Regions from separate parts of the Mus musculus genome. Here region 2 is linked to region 1. The links are chromatin contacts, called in public HiChIP or PLAC-seq maps. All regions are on one chromosome and are shown on one strand. Each heading gives the region's core, a stretch centred on a gene start, on an enhancer-like site or on the middle of the called end of the contact. The rest is flanking DNA. Distances are from core to core; before and after follow the strand shown. Region 1 overlaps Poc1b (POC1 centriolar protein B). Region 2 has its middle 39 kb from the start of Gm20110.

Region 1 (3,937 bases), core at 1,002-3,501:
TATAGAGTTTGTTACCAGGAGGAGGGTATCATTAATTACAATTTGACCATGTTGACTTTCTGGAGGAAGATTAAAAGGTTCTGGAACTTTGGACTAGCAATGTGTTTGAATCGGTAAGCAGATCCTGTTGGCCATCTCAGCAGGAGCTAGCTAGCGAATGGGCTCCAGGGATCTCCTGGCTCCTCCTACTCAGTGACAGGATTACAAGTGTGCATGTGGCTTTTACATGGGTGCTGGGAATCAAACTCAGGTCCTCACACTTGTGTATCAAGCACTTTACTACACTGAGTGATCTTGCAAGGCAGTGTTCTTGTGATATAGATGATCCTTTTACTAAATATCTATGTTGGGGGGTGGGGTGGGGGTTAGGGACAAAGTTAGAAGGAAGGGGGCGAGGTTTAGATTTGAGCAAAGCACATTACACGCATACAGGAAACCTCAATAAAAATGAATACAGAGAAAAATTACACGTACTGCCACTGGTTGCTACTAGCAGTTAAGTAAAATAAGTGTGGTCGCTTTCCTTGTGATACTTCATAAGGAGGCCAATCACTCAGAGATTGACAGAGCTCCTGCTAGCACACAGCTCTGGGCTGTTCCGACAGCAGGCATGCAGTTAGGGGTGAGATAAGAATTCTCTCCCAAAGCTTTCACAAACAATGCAACTATAGATACTGGCATAAAGAATATATATATATATATATATATATATATATATATATATATATATATATTTAGCAACAAGAACAACAAAATTGTGTCACCAGAAGCAGGGAAGAAATGGGGTTTAACGAGACGTGTCAGGAAGGAAAAGCAGGCTCTCTTCAGGAGCCAAAACTCACCCTAAGCAGGAGGCTCCGTCCTGGGAATAACTTCCTGGTACTAAAGCTAGGAAGGGGCTGTGCACCTCAGGTTAGCAGGAAGGGGAGGCGGAGGCTAGGATGCAGGAGCGTTGGGGAAGGAGGCTCTCTCCCCTGCCCCCTCACTCTGATTCCTCTAAGAGGTTGGATGTGAGTATGTTGATCTGTACATTAATTAGATACATAAAAAAAAAGTTAGCACCCAAAAGACAGGTTCCTCTTTGTCTTGACTTCATGAGGAGAAGTTAAGACGTTTCTTGTCAAGGTTCAAACAATATCTAGCAGGACTGTTAATTTTTAAAATGTTAGGAGTATCTAAGGTTTATATTGAAAACTAACAGACTGCTGATTCTCAATTTAGTTCTACCCAACCACCTTTTAAGACTCCAGGAATTAGTCAGTGGTGACTAATGGATTCTCTGAGCAACACTTGACAAGTCCACCCCAAATTACTGTTGATTCCCTTAAGGATCACTGGCACACCGAAATAATGAAGACATTTAAAAAGTTTTTTTCAAGAAAAACTGCCTTACCGGTCTTTGCGAGTATCCCCAATTAAATAACAAGAGCCCTGTAATTTGGAATATATGGAGTTTTTGACCTATATAAAGTTGTATGTCCGAGTTCATACTCAAGTGTTGTTTTCCTCTGGATTATTTTGTTATTTCAGTGGGGGGTGGAGATGCAATGCATGCTGGGCAAGTATGTGAACACTGAGTTAGAGCCATGGCTCTCCTTTGACTGTTTATTAGTCCATGTTTTTGTTTGTTTGTTTGTTTTTGTTTTTTTATTTTATTAAATAAAACCACACTTTCAGCATTTGGTGCTCTACGAACAATGTGGAGTACTGCTTCTTGATTGATGAGCAACATGTCCCTAGTAGGTATGGCAGAAAGAAGACACCCAAAATAATGAAATGCCTACTGTAGGCCTGATTCCAAGGCCAATTTCATGTTTTCCCCTCTGACACTCTAACACACCACCCCTCAGCCCCCACCCCAGCTATGTAACCCCATGAAATTCACTACACATGGGATCCAGTTTTCTCTTGGTGTAATGAGTTTAGATTACAATGAGATCTAAAGCTCTCATGTATTCATTACTAACTACTAATGTCAGATTTCTCTTTCATAGGTTTTAGGCTTACATTCTGAGGGTGAAGGCCAGGGGAACAAAGAAAACATTTATGTTTCCTTAAGTGGTAAGAAGATAAGCCATCTGTTGACGATGCTAGTAGAATTCATCCCTGCAACTATTGAGAAACAGAAGCCAAGTGAAGCTGGTATAAAGAGATTACATGTGGCATCAAACAGTAAGTAATTGTCACGCTGCTCTACCACTAACATTCCTGATCCCGGGATCCTTATTATAAATATAGCGGTTGTCAGGGCATCCGCTCTGAGCACCCAGAAAGCACTTCCAACACTGAACTCTGCACCATGTCCCTCCCCGAGTCATCTGTCCCATGGTTGATTTCCAGTCTTTCCCCGTCTTTCCTTGTCCTTGAACCTTCTCCAGCTGCACCTGGCACTTTACTCTCTCCCAGTCCACCAGGAACAGAAATGAACTTGAAATTTAAATCAAAGCAGGTCACTTTCCCCCTCAAAATGTCCGGTGGCTTTACACTGGCTGTGGGCCAAGTCTGACGTACTGCTTGCTGACTGGAAGTCCCCAGGACTGTCTGCCTCTTCATCTGCATTAGTGAGATCTTCCTGGCACTGCAGCAGCTTCTCTTAGGGCCTTGCTCTTCTTCACAAGCTGTCCTGATGCTGTACTCATAACTTTTATTTTTACCTCATTTTATAAAACAACTGGGGGCTGGGGAACGGTGATCTTCACTCAGGCCTTCTCTCCTCTTCTTTCCTTATAGTCTAATGCCCCAGTTTCACCCCCAGCTCTGTAGCAAGTCACCTGCTGTGGCCTTCCTCTCTGTCCTCTCTCCAGCAGATCACTTGGATCTTGTCCTACAGCTTCCCTCACCAGCCCCTTCCTTAATCTCAGCCTCTACCTTACGTAGCTCTCCATGGAACCCAAGAGCCGGTCACCACTCCTCCCTCGCCAAAAGCAGGCACACCCACAAGGCAGGCAGGCAGGCATCCTGCCTCTCCTCTAAACTCAGCTCACTCGCATCCACAGCTCTGTAGCAGACCACCAGCTGGAGCCTCCCCTCTCTCTCTGCCCCATTCCCAGGGGGCTAAGCAGATTCTGGTGATACGCTCTGCTTTCTTCCCTCTAGTGGAACTCTCCTAGACCCTCCCTTCTAGCCCACCCTAGTCTGTAGGTGTCAGCGCCCAATACCAGGAAGCCATTCTATTCAGAAGCAAGCCCAGTGGCCATACTTGAAAGGATCTCTGACGCATTTCATACCAGGCAATCTACAGCTATCACAGTCTCCTAAAAATTAGAAAGGACAACAGAAACTAAAGAGCTTAACATCCACCCAATAGGACAAGTCAATAAGTCAGCATGTAGAATTACAACCATCTCAAATCCAGATGCCTAGAAGCCAGCCTAAAAACAATCAATAATAGCCAGGACAATATGTCTCCACTGAAGCCCAGCAGCTCTGCTACAGTAGGCCCTGAAAAAAAACCATTAGAGGTCCTTAAGCAAGAAATAGAGAAATCTATGAAAAGTCAAATGAAGAAACTAGTTTGCCTTGCAGGTAGAAACAGAATCAATAAAGAAAACTCAAACGGAGCAAAGACTGTAAATGAAAAATTTAAGAACGTGAGCAGAAACCTCAGAGGCAAGCCTCTCTCACAATGAGAAATGGAAGAGAGAATGTCAGTCATTGAACATAAGAAGAAGAAATGGATATCCCGGCCAAAGAAAACATTAAATCTAAAAAAAATAACAACTACGAAAAATAACTAGGAAATTGGGGACATTATGAAAAGACAAAATCTACAAAAAATGGGAATAGAGGAAAGAGAAGAAAATATTTTCAACAAAATCATAGAAGAGAGTTTTTTTTTTCTTAACCTAAAGAAGGAGCTGTAGCAAGAGATACTTCAAAAGCTGTGATTATATATCTCTGAATAAGCATCCTTTATAAACGTGGAACGAAAAGCGAG
Region 2 (4,426 bases), core at 1,151-3,650, 430 kb before region 1:
TTAGCTTTAGGAAGCATTTTACAGGTGGCTTGGGTTTTAATCAAAAATAGAGGTTACGTATTTTATTATAAACTCAGGAGTGCAGTACACCTCATTTCAAGCAAGCTGTATCTCTTTTGCATTAATCTGCCTTATTTCTGTCATCTGTAATCCTTCTCTGACCCACCCCCTTCTCTTGTGCCTTCTCTGTTAGCCTCATGGATACACTTTAAGAATTTAGAAATATGAGGTGTGGTCTTTATTTATTCCCAAGCTCTGGGCTTTGCAAATGTTTAGGACTAGATAGAAGGGGATTTGTAACTATTTGTTGGGGAGATTAAAGGTAAACAAAAAAAAGCTGGAAGGTAAAATTTGAAGCAGAGAAAAAGAACATGGCGTTCAGAAGAGCACAGGCGCACCTATGCGAATTGCTAGCCGGCAGGTTGAGTTTGATTGTCAGAGTAATGAAGACCAGAAAGGAGTCCCAGCTGAAGAGCAGATGCTGGGGTTGGAGAACCAATCTGCTCTGCTCGCCAAAGAAATACCACACACACATTTTTTTCTCTCTCATTCCATTTGCTTCTATCTAGAGTTACTGGGGGGGGGGGGGGAGAGAGAGAGAGAGAGAGAGAGAGAGAGAGAGAGAGAGAGAGAGAGAGAGAATATGAAAATGTCTGTTATAGTAATAAGAATCCAAGAGTCCAAGGAGAAAGGCATGTTGCAGATAGAAGAGCCAACATCTAAGGGGAAACCAGCAATTCTGTCACTCTCAACCAGCTTTCTCTTGGGAGAAAAATGAAATCCAAGCTGAGCCAGGAATCTAGGGACATCAGTAGCAGGGCAGGAAAAAGGAGCAGGTAAAATGAGCCTATCAGAACAGGTTACCAGAAAGCTCAGGTAGGTCCTTGCACAAGACACCCAGCATATTTGGAATGAGGCTTGACAACCCCCCCCCACCCCCCGTCTCTGAGTTGTGTAACTCACTGGAGGGGTCAGCAGATGACTCCCAGATGTTAGCTGGCCACTAAGAGGAAGGCTTGTGGCCAGGTGTACAGTTATCAATGGTGGGCTGTCTGTTGATGTACCCTGCAAGGCTTTATCTACTCATAAGTGATTGACATTGGACAAACAGTATTCCACATTTGTAATGTAGAGCTATAGCATACAGCTCTATGGTAGCTATTGATCACATTTTCTCACTAAAAAACAATATAATTACTTCATGGGAAACTATATTATTACGACTTTGTATAGTTTGTTGTGGAGGAGTGGCAGGGAACAGTAGCCAAAACTTCATCTGTACCCTCTATAAACAATACCTTCCATAAACAATAGGTCTTTTCCCATCCTACAGTAGAGTCAGGTCATATGGATTGTCATCTATCAGACTCCCACAGTAAGACTTGAAACTATGAGTCGATGAAGCACGATGATGAGATCAACAGAGATGCAGAACATTACAGGAGCAGCCTCTGAGATGTCCAGAGGCATAGCCGAGACAAGTAGCAGAAATTCTGGGGCAGGCTCTTGGCCCAACTGCCCCAGGAGAATGATCTTGGAGGTAGAAGATGCAGCCCACTCTTTTCCCAAGCACCAACCTGCAGCCTCCCCAACCCCCAGCTTTCCATATCCACTTAAGTCAACCCCCAAGTTCTTCCCTGTAAAATGAACCAGTGAGCCCGCTTCCCCTCCAGTGTCCTGAGTAGTTCTTGCCTCCAAGCGGTGATTGCTGGCAAGTTTAAAACCATGAACTGATGCTACAAGTTATTTGTAAGAGAGCACAGTTTATGCTGGGAAAGTGGTGTCTTCCCCATTTTTAGCTAAAGACACTTCACACAATGCCACCTTTCAACATTGTGACTTCTTGTCAAATCCCCCAGTGTGCTAACTGTTGCAAAGCCACTTGGCTATCAGTTTACTACAGAATGGGGTCTTCAAAGAAAAGAGAACTTTTTTTTTAATCTCTGAAGTCCAGTGATTCCTGATAGGACTGTGAAAAGCAAGGAGGTGAGAGTAAGGATGCTAATTTGATGAGGTAGGGAAGCCTGCATTATGGATGGAAGAGGGATACCAAAGAGCTTAAGTAGTGAGCTTGACAAACCAAGCCGGAGAAGTTAATTCATTGCCCTACCCCCACCTCCGGAGCCTTCCATCCTGGTTACTGATCACACTGAAGTAGAAAGATTCTCCTTCAAAATGTCATTTTGAAAATTAGAAAAACATACACACATATGCAACTACGCAGATGTTCCTATGCCTCCTCCTCCTCCTCTTCCTTCTCCAGTCTCACAGGAAACACATGTCTGTGTTGTCCTAAGTCCAGTTACTAATTAGCATGTTTCAGTAGCACATTGTAGAGAGGATGGAGAGGACTTTAAAGGGATTCCTTCCTTTCAAATGGAGACAGCTGGTCTTAATTACCAAGCAGGAAGAGAATGTGCCAATAGATCCTTGAAAAGCCAGAGTGCAGCAAAATGCCCGGGAGTCTTTGGTGTCTGCTGGAAGGGCTTCTGGCTAAAGGTAGGAAGGAGCTGCTACTATCTACAACTTTACCTTATGCCAGCAAGCAGCTGTCTAGATTCCTCACCCTGCAAGGAGGTGGGAAACTCTGCCCAAGAGCTCAAAAACGCAAAGGTCATTTCACACCATGCGTGCAAATTTCATAAACATGAGGTCAGAGCTGGGAAGTTAAATACATCACCCTCCCTCAAAGATGCACAACTAGATAGAAGCTAGGACCCTTTCCTTTTAAAACCAACACCAAGGACAAATGAACCAAAGTTCATCTTTATAATTAATGCAAGGACGGTTGGTCCACGCATCCTAAATAATTCCTGGAAAAGAAAAATATCTTAGGACTCGTAAGTGTCTCAGGGGGAGGAAAAAAAAACAAACAAACAGAAAAAAACACCACTTTCTTGGCCAAGCTTGGTGACCTACATTCTAGCCTAAAAAGAAGAGAAATGAATATTGCAGCCTGTTCTCTGACTTCCACAGGGGCATTGTGACGTGTACCACCCCTAAACAATCTTTCAAGAAACCTTTTTTTTTTTTAATAAAGGTGTTTTTCTTAAATCGTTTTTATGATAGCTACTATCAGCAAGCATGCACATAGGACCTGTGTTGTGCAGCTTTTATGAATATTTATTACATATAGCAATACTGTGAGAACACTGAGGATCTGCCCCCTAACCACTGCATCAATGGATATCATGGCTCTAGTGAATGAGGCTATAAAGATAAGATAAGCTTAAGATAGCTGAAGGGCTTGCTAGAAGGAGGCTTTATAGAGCTGGATTTGAATATGAGAATGTGCCCACTAGCTGAGCTGAATGCCCCCACCTATGCATCATGAGAACAAATGCGTCCAGTTATGTTTGAATTATAAAATAACCATTTCCTGATTTACTGAAAGCATGATTCCTTCTTTTTTGAGGTTTTTTTTTTCCTCCTTCATTATTTCTATTTTCAGCAATACAAAAACATTTTGAAAAGCAAAGGCAGTGTTCCTCTATTCCAAATATTCAACTTTAAAAGACAAAAATAATAACTTATAATAACTGCGTGATAAATGTAATGACTCAAATACTGGTTGAAAACCCACTTAACACCTACATTCGCTGTCTGGAAAGTTCCAAACTTCATCATTTTTTTAACAAAGCCTAAAAAACTCACTTGGCATTTCTTGATGTCAAAGAAAAAGTAATTTCTCAATCTTTGTTTTTGTTTGTTTGTTTCGTTGGTTGGTTGGGTTTTTGTTTTGTTTTGTTTTTAAGTGAAACACCTAATTTTTGGCAAGAGACTAAGCCCAGATCCTGCTCAGCATGGGCACAATAAAGACATGCTGGTTGACTTCATGAGCACAGAGGGACAGTGTCTGGTTCATAGTAGATGGTTTCTTTATGAATGGGACATTCAACAATAGGTTTGGTTTGGTTTTGACTTGTTTTTTGAATGCAGATCCTGGGAAGCTCTTTAGTGCTTGGAATGATGGCAGAGAGTAAACATTTGCCAATTATATGTGACCAAAGAAGGAAGCAGCATCACGTTTATGTCATGGAGAGGCCTGAAGAGTGACACAGAATGAGCAGCATCAGGTTAGATCATCTCAGCAATGCCTGGAGTTATGTCAAGAGTACAACACTGCCCACTCTGAGATAACGGCAGCTTCCTTCAAGGCTGGCTCCGTGCCTGCTTTCTGTTGCTGGCTCTGTGACAGATTCCGGTTCTTGACGTGTCTCTCTTGCTAGCTTCCTAGCTCCATTTTGCATCTGAACTCTGGCTTATGCTGTTTCCTCTCCCTTCTCTTCCATCTTAGAAGTTTCAGCCATTACTCAAGTCATATGCCAGTCTTACCTCCACTGCATCCATATATTTGAACCAGTATTATCAAAAGTAAGATGGTGCCACTCACTTCTTTACTCGGGGAACTGGTTAATACCAGCCT

What was found. HiChIP or PLAC-seq counts read pairs in DNA pulled down with a chosen protein or histone mark.
Region 2: a contact with region 1 is called in an H3K27ac HiChIP or PLAC-seq map of oligodendrocyte precursor cells, with 7 times the contacts expected there. The contact joins two enhancer-like sites. A contact is called at or near these places in 10 of 39 promoter capture datasets (the C10 cell line, the HPC-7 cell line, cranial neural crest and 7 more), 1 of 15 datasets of contacts at CTCF or cohesin (the NIH/3T3 cell line), 1 of 484 Hi-C or Micro-C datasets (bone marrow-derived macrophages), 5 of 115 datasets of contacts at active chromatin or transcription factors (bone marrow-derived macrophages, microglia, oligodendrocyte precursor cells and 2 more) and 3 of 9 other capture datasets (adipose tissue, embryonic stem cells and liver).

What each region holds. Positions count from the first base shown.
Region 1 is chr10:99,135,110-99,139,046 of GRCm38.p6, reverse strand. All of the region lies in intron 4 of Poc1b (POC1 centriolar protein B), which reads right to left. Among named protein-coding and RNA genes, the nearest start is that of Galnt4, 29 kb to the right of the region's middle. Within about 2 kb of position 2,251, at least 16 of the 459 cell types and tissues checked have an H3K27ac peak or open chromatin away from gene starts, as enhancers often do. A contact at or near this core is called in oligodendrocyte precursor cells, where this site is marked.
Region 2 is chr10:99,568,340-99,572,765 of GRCm38.p6, reverse strand. No RefSeq gene overlaps it. Among named protein-coding and RNA genes, the nearest start is that of Gm20110, 39 kb to the left of the region's middle. Within about 2 kb of position 2,400, at least 24 of the 459 cell types and tissues checked have an H3K27ac peak or open chromatin away from gene starts, as enhancers often do. A contact at or near this core is called in oligodendrocyte precursor cells, where this site is marked.